Linked DNA regions of Oryctolagus cuniculus: all the other regions are linked to region 3. The links are chromatin contacts, called in public Hi-C and Micro-C maps. All regions are on one chromosome and are shown on one strand. Each heading gives the region's core, a stretch centred on a gene start, on an enhancer-like site or on the middle of the called end of the contact. The rest is flanking DNA. Distances are from core to core; before and after follow the strand shown. Region 1 has its middle 18 kb from the start of ADIPOQ. Region 2 holds the start of ST6GAL1 (ST6 beta-galactoside alpha-2,6-sialyltransferase 1). Region 3 overlaps LOC138849322 (a long non-coding RNA gene).

Region 1 (2,700 bases), core at 80-2,579, 240 kb before region 3:
CCGCTGAACCTGAGCCCCCGAGGACGCAGCGCCCGGCCCCGGGGGCTCCGCGCTTCTTACAGACAGCGCTGTTGTGCTCATCGCAGGTGCTCAGCAGCACCCCTGGCCTCTCCACTAGGGGCCAGCACGCGCCACCTCCGCTCCTCCAGCATCGTAAATGCCTTCGGACAGGGCCCAGGGTGCCCGGGCGTCCGCTAGGAATGGGCTGAGAATCGCTTCGCCCGACCCGAGCCGCGGAGCAGGCACGCCCGCGCTCACGTGGCATTGGTGGCGGTCCCAGGACTGGCGGGTTTCAGGGACGGCTGGTCGCAGGTTGCTTCGGAGTGGGTTTGCCATTTGCATCTAGATTTCTTAGTCTTTGAATTCATTAAGTTATTTTATTTCCATCTTTCTAGTTAATTTTTTGATAGCTTCAGTCACCTGTTGATGCTTATTTTACTTTCAAGATCATTCGGTTTTCGAGTTATTTATTTTCAGTTATAGCTATTTTCAGAGTTACAGGTTTTCAAACTGGCTTAGAAGTATTTATTTTCAATTATTCTTATGATTATTAACATCTGTGTTGTTTCTTAGCCTTCGGTTCCTGGCGTCGTTGAGTTCTAATTTTTACAGTTATTATTAAAAAACACTGGAAGTTTTTGAACGACTTGAGTTATTTACTTTCAGGGTGAAATGGTTTTATTTAGGCTTTTTCCTAGTTATTTAGTTTTGCAGTTGCTTATGTTCATAGGATTTTTTCCCAGTTATTTTCTGAGTTTACTTTTATACTATGGCTCTTAATTAATTTTCAGCTGTTTCCTTTTTGAATATTATATTTTTAGACGTTTTATCCTTGGTGCTGTTGATATCTTTAGTGTTTATTTTCAGTTGCTTATTCTCCTTTTTTTTTTTTTTTGTTCTGTCTTATTTTTACATATTTCGTTCTCAGAAGTACTTGGAATTAGAATTATTTCACCTGCCAGTCAGGATTGAAGCAGGAGAGACAGTGCACCTGTTGTTTTAACAGAGAACTTGACATAAAGAAGCGCAGCTGCTGCGGAACAAGAGTGTGGCCGGGCACAGGTCGGGTGATGACAGCTCCTAGGCTCGGTGGGGGTGACCCCTTGGCTGGGCTCAGTCCTCTGAGGAGCTGGCACTAAGGGTGCAATTGGGGACGTGGGTGCCGGGAGCTGGGTGTGGGGCTCCGAGGAAGGGACATGGCCAGGCCAGCGGGGCTGGCGTCCCTGAGGGGCCAGGTGAGGGTGTCTGTGGGAGGGCTGGAGACATGGCCACCTGGAACTCGGTGCTGCTGCGGGACCAGCTGTGGCTCTCAGGGTGCGCACCAGGCCTGGATGGACCCACAGAAGGCCCTGGCAGCCTGGCAGAGGACAGAGGCGTGCCCTGGAAGCCGAGAACACGCCACTTAGCACCCAGCGCGCTGAACTCATGTTCCAGCATGAGCGGTGGCTTCCGCTTCTCCTGCAGTTGTCGGGGGTGAGCTGATGGCCCGTGTTCGTGGCCAGGCGTCTGGCTGAGCCCTCTGTCCCTGCTTTGCTGTTGGAATGGCGTGGGCCAGCTAGCGCCTCCCATCGGACTCAAAACAGTCATTTCAGAGTTACAGGAAAATAATGTGTTTCCCTTTGTTCCTAAAGAAGGCCTGTGATCAGGGGAATCAGCAAGGGGGAAGATGCGGGGCCAGTGTGTCGCTGTGCAGCTGGCCAGCAGGTGCCTCTTTGAGATCTCTTTGGATTTTAAGTTGTGTCGTGCCCCCCTCCCCTCACAATGAAAGACCTGTCTGGTGGACTCTGTTTGGGATGTGTAGACTCTGCACAATAAAGTTATTCCCCAAATCTATTCTCCGTTTCTCAGGTTCTTGTGCTTGAATAACTTTCAACTCCTCATTGTCCTGTTTTTCCCATGAGGACATGCATTTATTTATGGACAAGAGGACCTCAAAAAGTTCATGGGAAAATGGAATTAGAGCAGAAGTTAATTTCGCTGCAGAGATTTTTGAAATGCAGCATAGATTTCTTCAGGGACCGTTTCAAGATCAACTCCCTATGCTCTCGGTTCATTCCACGCCCACCCGTGGCCTGAGCGTGTCCCTCCATCCTGAGAAAGGTGCCGGCGCCAGCTGAGACCCAGGCTGCGCCGAGATGAGAGGCTGGCAGACCCAGCGGGGGACCTGATCACCACACGGTGTGACACGGAGCACCGCGAGGACACAGAGCTCCGCCCCGCCCCTCCCCGGTGCAGGCAGGGAAGGGTGACACCCGTGCAGGTGGACAGGAAGGAGCGTGGCATCCCAGCGCGAGGAACTGCACGGAGGAGCCGTGCCTGGCCGGGCTGCTGGCCTCGGAGCTCAGACAGGCACTGAGGCAACCCTGACCCCGCCTCCTTGGGTCCCCACCGCGACCCTGCAAGAGGGCAGCCAGCGACGTCCGCGTCCAGCGCTTCCCCTAACCGCGCAGCTCACATCTCTAGGAACTCACTCCTCCCTGGCTCTGTGCGCTCACCCCAGTTTTCACTAGTCTGTTGGAAGTGAGTCCCTCTCTCCTTCACCTTTGGACCTCTGCTGCTTTGTTTAGAAAACATGTTTTGAGATTGATTTGAGAGGTATCCACACATGCGGATAGAGGGAGTGAGCAAACGCACTCTCCCATCTGCAGTTTCAGTCCTCAGAAACCGACAATGACCAGGCTTGGGCCAGAGCCTGAGCTG
Region 2 (2,758 bases), core at 160-2,659, 150 kb before region 3:
GTGTTCTCTGCTCCCTTAAACTGTTTTCCAGAATAATGCCAGAGAAAGTAGCATTCAACACAAAGATGCATGGCACGCCAAGTCACAACATCTTTTAATAGCTTCTATATTAAAAAAAAAGAAAAATCGAAAAAACCAAAGTCTAAACTCTTGCGAGCGGCCTCCTCCCAGAAATTCTTCTGAGTTTGTCTGCCTCTGCTCATTCATTCATTCCTTTTACTGGAGTGCCTTCCAGGGTCAACCAAGCAAGGGCTTCACCCAGACAGCATTTCACCCAGGCCTGAAAGCAGTGCCATCCTGTGTAGCCCCAAATCACAGAAGAAGGCATGGTGGCTCAGACAGGCTGTGGAACTTGGCCAAGAATGCACAGCTAGTAGGTCAGAATTTTGAATTCACTGTGGCTGGTCCCCTCCTCACCTAGCTGCTACGCAAGGGGCAGCAATGCCTCCAGGGCTGCAGGGGAAAGGTGAATGAGCAGGAAGGGGCTAGGATCCCAGAGGGAGGAAGCAGCCATTGGAAGAAGGGTGTTGGGGATCTGATGAGAACGAAACTTCCCTTTCCCAGCTTGGGGGTGGCGGTGGCCACCTGGACCTGGAAGATAGAGTTCTGGGCCTGAGGACCCAGCCAGCCTTCCACTCTCCCCACCCCCACTCCTGTCGGAGCTGAGTGCTCTGTGGGCTTCCTGTAGCTCCCCGAGACAGGATCCTTGCCTCTGGGAGTCCTCTCCCCCTCTCTAGGCTATGGGAGATTGGAGCAATGGCCCGAAGACTGCTGTCAGCAGTGTTCCGTCCTGGGGAAGTGGCTGAGGGGCCATTAGGCAGTCAGTTCGCAGCCACAGTGCTTGGTCAACAGGCTGTTTCGTCCTGCCTTCCCCGGCTGCCCGGCCCTAGCCCAGGTGGAAGGCTGGAATCGCCTCGCTTACAGCTTCGCTGAGGCCTACGCCCTTCCAGGGGCCCACCAGCTCGCGGTGGAAGTCCCCGGGTGCAAGGGTTCCAAGGACACCCCTGCTTTTCCTAATGTGCTATTTGAGAGCGCCTACTATGTGCCACGCCCGACGTTAGCAGGTGCCCAAACCTACACAATAGATTTCGTACTTCCGTATTCTATCAAAAAAAGGAACGCAGGTCTTCAGAGAGCTTAGTGACTTGCCCAGGGTCACAGCGCCAGGCGGGAGCAGAAAAGGGACCTGGAACCCCGACACGCTGCGCGCACGAGGACGCAGTATTTGGGGGTTCTTGCGGCCGCACTGGCCCCGCCCCGCCCCCCGCCTCGGTCCTACCTTCTCCTGGGAAGGCAGAGACAGGCATCACGCCTTTGGCGGCACCCTTAACCCGGAGCCCGCTCGCTAGCGACCTCCGGAGGGCCAGGCTGGTTTGGGACTTGCCTACCCGCGGGACCCACCTTGTCCCAGCGACTGTATTTGCATAACAGAGACTGCTAGCTTCCTTCCCGCCCCTCCGGCGCGCTCTTCTTCCCTCCTTCCCCGGGCTCCTCCACGCCACATCCCCGGTCGCCCGCCGCTTCCCAGCGGACCCCTCCTCCTTGGGACTCCCTCGTGGAGCTCCCAGCTCCAGAGCTCTTCTGCCCGAGCCGAGCGGGGAGTCCGGAGGCGCCGGGGGGAGGGGAGTCCTGGGCAGGGCCGGGCTGAGGAAGACGCCTGGGGCACTGCCCGCTGCTAACAAAGGGAGCCGGCTACCGACCGGCTTGGGCGCGGAGCGGGCTGCACACACGGAGCGGGCGGAGCTGCAGCAGCCTGCGCGGTTCAGGGCGCAGCCAGTGAGTAGCGGGGTGCTGTGGGCGACAGCGCGGCCTGGGCTCCCTGAAAGGAGTGATGCAAGGGGGCGCAGGAGCGCCGAGCGGCTGGGCCAGGGGCGCACATAGGGCGCAGGGACGGGGTCTGTCCCCAGCGCCGCCGGAGCCGCGTTCGCCGTGGCGTCAGCCACTTCTGGCCAAGGGTGTTTGAATTTTTGCCCGGGCCGGAGCAGGGGGCTGCCCTGGTTTCTCAAGCCTGCAGACCCACAACAAACCCACGTGCGCGGGGCCCTCGGGAACCTCTGTTTCTCCATGGCACCGTCAGTAGGGGGGATGGGGGCGGGACGCCTTTCAGGGTCTGGGTTCCTTCAGAGGCTGCCTGTTGGGTTTGCAGGTCGGAAAGTGGAGGCCCGCCGCGGGGGAGGGAGCACGGCACCATAACAAACACACGTGCACCCTGCCGAGGGATCTGGGCGCACCGCAAGCCGTTCTGAGCCGCCCATCGGTGCCTGGCCATTGTCTGCTGCGCGGCTGGGAGCGGCGCTGCGGGCACCACTTGCCCGAACAGGGCGGGAGAGACGTTGAAAAGGCACCCCTTGGGCATCCGAATAAGCAACCAGACTTCAAAGGGGGGAAAAAGCAAAAGGAGAAAGCAGGTACAAACAGGGTACCCAAGCGGAAGCTCTGTCCCCGGCCGTGGCGCTTTCCGTGGGGGTGAGGGGGACAATTCCTCCACTCCACCTTACGGAGGTTTCGCAGAGATGTGGATTGAGTGAAGGGTCTCTTTCCCCCCACCCCATAAAGGACCGTGCCCCGCGCACCATTGTCCCCGCTCTCCGGCTACTGCCTCTGCTGGGAGACCGCGAGCGCCGCCCCAGCCCGCAGAAGGTACAGTCGGATTTAAATCAAAACCCAGTGCGGTCTCGGGTGTCGCCTGCGTGTTGCCTGGTAGGTCCGTGCACCTGGACCCTGGGTGTCACGGGCTCCTCTTGGCTCGTTACATGTT
Region 3 (2,823 bases), core at 235-2,734:
TGGCTCAAGTCCTTAGGCCTCTGCACTCTGTTGAGGGCCTAAGCATGTTAACAACTCACTTGCAGCAACACCTAGTAGCTGGGGATATTTTACTTAACTAACGAGTCCGCATAGGGAGGAAGGACTTTAAGAATGCAGAGGGTTTGGGAAGGTTCTGGGAGAGAGCTGGGAATGAGTGGGAAGGCGGGATAAGGTCTGCTCCAAGTAAAGCATGATAATCCTTAACTAGAATCCTTGTTGTTAATCATAGCAGTGTTTTCCCCTGAATCAATAGTTAGCTTTTGTAACCCCTCTGACCTCTGTGTTCCTAGAAGTTCCCTCTTCTGGGAGACCCAGAAGAAGCTCCTGGCTCCTGGCTTCAAATCAGTGCAGCTCTGGCCATTGTGGCCATCAGGGGAGTGAACCAGTGGATGGAAGAGCTCTCTCTCTCTGCTTCTCTGTAACTCTGCTTTTCAAATAAATAAACAAATCTTTAAAAAATTATAATTATCTTTTCTTCAGTTTAATTTTGTGTAGTTTCTAGTGTTGTGTCTTCAAGTTCCCTGATCTTTTCTTTTGCAGTGTCAATTCTGCCATTAGTCCCATTCAGGGTATTTTTCATCTGAGATATAGTTTTTGGTTTCTTGAATACATAGAATGCAGCTTTGATAACTGTTTTAAAGTCCTTGTCTACTGCCTCTACCAAGTGTGTAATTTGTGGGTCAGTTTAAATCAGTTTTCTTCCTCGTTATTGCATGCCTGGTAATTTTTGATTGGATGCCAGACATTGTGAATATTTTCTTTCTGGGTGCCAGATATTTTTGTATTTGGAGAAGTATCTTAAGTTTTGTTCTAGGAAGCAATTAAGCTTCCTGGAAACCATTTGTTCCCTTTAAATACTGCTTCTCAGCTTGTTTGTTTCCTGTTTCTCAGGGATCCCTGTTCTTTGTTACCTGATTTCTAATGTCTTAAAAACAATTATTTCTTTTATTCTTCAAGAGAGAGTAAATTCAACCTCTTTCACTCCATCTTGGTCCACCTTTATTAAAAACTGAAATGCATAAATATGTTACAGCAGTTTTACTTAAGTGACATTTGGGTTCACTCAAGACTTTGGCTCTGCCTTGGAGATAGGAAATAAGAATACAATGGGATTTTGTTTGCCTTATTGGTCAGGAGCCTCCTGATCAGGGCCTCATCTGTAGGGGAGCAGGCAGAACTGAAGTCAACCTGCTTGGTTCAAATTCAAGGGGCCACAGTGAAGGAGATAGAGACAGCAGTTGTTCTATGGCTCTATGTACCAGGAAAATAGGACTGTAGTGAAAATATGAGAAAACCTGGTAAGTTCATATTCCTGGAAATATCTATTTAAATCTCAAGTGGTGTGAGCAGTCTAAACTCCACTAGCAACAAATATGGTGGTAAGGAGAGGCAGCTGGAGTGGCTGGTGCCCAGCATTAGTGCTCACAGAGGAAAAATATAAAATGAGGAAGCTAATGTCAAGAAGACAGGTCCACTTGAGACTGATGCCACTCAGTCCTGTTGGAGTAGATGTTGGAGGGCACTAAATCAGTTAAAATGTCAAGGTTGCAGCAAGGCCTTGGGAAGCAGAACTTGTGTCTGGCAGAGAAATCCTACATGGGGTATGCACGTTTGTGCACATAACAGGTCAGCCCAGAGTGGGAGGAGGGAGAGGATGGCAGTGGGAGTTATGAAGTAGTAGTGGTTGCTTTGGATAAATGAAATTTTAGTCTTCAGTTACAAAAGTGATCCATTGTTTTCAGACATGAAATATGATTTGCCTTTTTGTGGTGATGAGGTCTCGTGTGTTTCTCTAATGGCCACATCTCTGCGAAGTAAAAAACCTACACGTGGGTCTTCCCAGCTGGACAAACAGGGGCCAGGACGGAAGGCGCCGGCCCTGGCATTGCCCAGAGTTCTCACTGGTACTTCCTTAGATGTTTGCTTTAACCTCTCCCAAAGGAATAGTCAAGGAGCTTCAAAACAGGTGGGGAAAAGTTACATAAAGTTCTTCATCAGGAAGCTCTGAAAACCACTTGGCAAAGATGTATCTGGAACCTGGTTGTATGAATGGAAAAGCACCAGACTTTTGGCACAGACGTATCATTCTGAAAATGGCTGAAAGTCTGTTAAACTTGGCAGCTCAGGTTGAGACAAAAGCTCTTACAGCTTTACGAATCACTGTGGAAGGGGATCAAAAGAGAAATGTCTGGGTGAGGGTGTTTGGTCTTGCAGTTAAAATGATCACATCTCTATCAGAGTACCTCACCTCCAGCTCCTGATTCCAGCCTCCTGGAGTCCTGATGCGGACTCTGGGGAGTCAGCAGTGAGGGCTCAAGTAATTGTGTTCCTGCCACCTTTGTGGGAGACCTGGACCACACTCCTTGCTTCCAGCTTGTCTCGGCCCAGCCCTAGCTATAGCTGGCATTTGGGGATTGATCCCAAGGGTGGGAGCTCTCTCTGTCTTTCTTTCTCTTTCTCACCCAAATAAAAAAAAAAATCATAATAATAAAAGAGAAATATCTGTAGTATTTCATGGGAGTAGCTCTCCCCAAAATGTGAAATGTCCCATTCTTAGAACATACTGCACAGGACAAATGTGTGGTCCTGAGGGGCATTGGTGATAAAGTAGCACTCAACTGAAAGTATAGAGAAACTCTGAGTAGCCACTTTTCTAATAAGATAACCCAACAGTGGTAAGTTATAGTGTCCAGGCAACGCTCACCAAGAGGAGGGAGTTTTGGTTGGGCCTGTTGCAACCATGCAGACCTCACTATCTGCTGCGGTTGGCCACCAGGTGGTAATCCCCATGTTTTCCACTTC

Evidence for each region. A called contact is a pair of places that touch in the nucleus more often than the background predicts.
Region 1: a contact with region 3 is called in a Micro-C map of ear pinna, with 5 times the contacts expected there. The contact joins two enhancer-like sites. A contact is called at or near these places in 2 of 6 Hi-C or Micro-C datasets (ear pinna and an unstated tissue).
Region 2: a Hi-C map of an unstated tissue shows a contact between it and region 3, with 2.2 times the contacts expected there. The contact joins the promoter of ST6GAL1 here to the enhancer-like site in region 3. A contact is called at or near these places in 2 of 6 Hi-C or Micro-C datasets (ear pinna and an unstated tissue).

What each region holds. Positions count from the first base shown.
Region 1 is chr4:92,756,185-92,758,884 of mOryCun1.1, reverse strand. No RefSeq gene overlaps it. Among named protein-coding and RNA genes, the nearest start is that of ADIPOQ, 18 kb to the right of the region's middle. Within about 2 kb of position 1,329, at least 5 of the 8 cell types and tissues checked have an H3K27ac peak or open chromatin away from gene starts, as enhancers often do. A contact at or near this core is called in ear pinna, where this site is marked.
Region 2 is chr4:92,660,040-92,662,797 of mOryCun1.1, reverse strand. It overlaps ST6GAL1 (ST6 beta-galactoside alpha-2,6-sialyltransferase 1), which reads left to right and starts at 1,409. Exons shown (of 8, transcript XM_002716497.5): 1 at 1,409-1,776.
Region 3 is chr4:92,514,517-92,517,339 of mOryCun1.1, reverse strand. All of the region lies in intron 1 of LOC138849322 (a long non-coding RNA gene), which reads left to right. Among named protein-coding and RNA genes, the nearest start is that of ST6GAL1, 150 kb to the left of the region's middle. Within about 2 kb of position 1,484, at least 1 of the 8 cell types and tissues checked has an H3K27ac peak or open chromatin away from gene starts, as enhancers often do. A contact at or near this core is called in ear pinna, where this site is marked.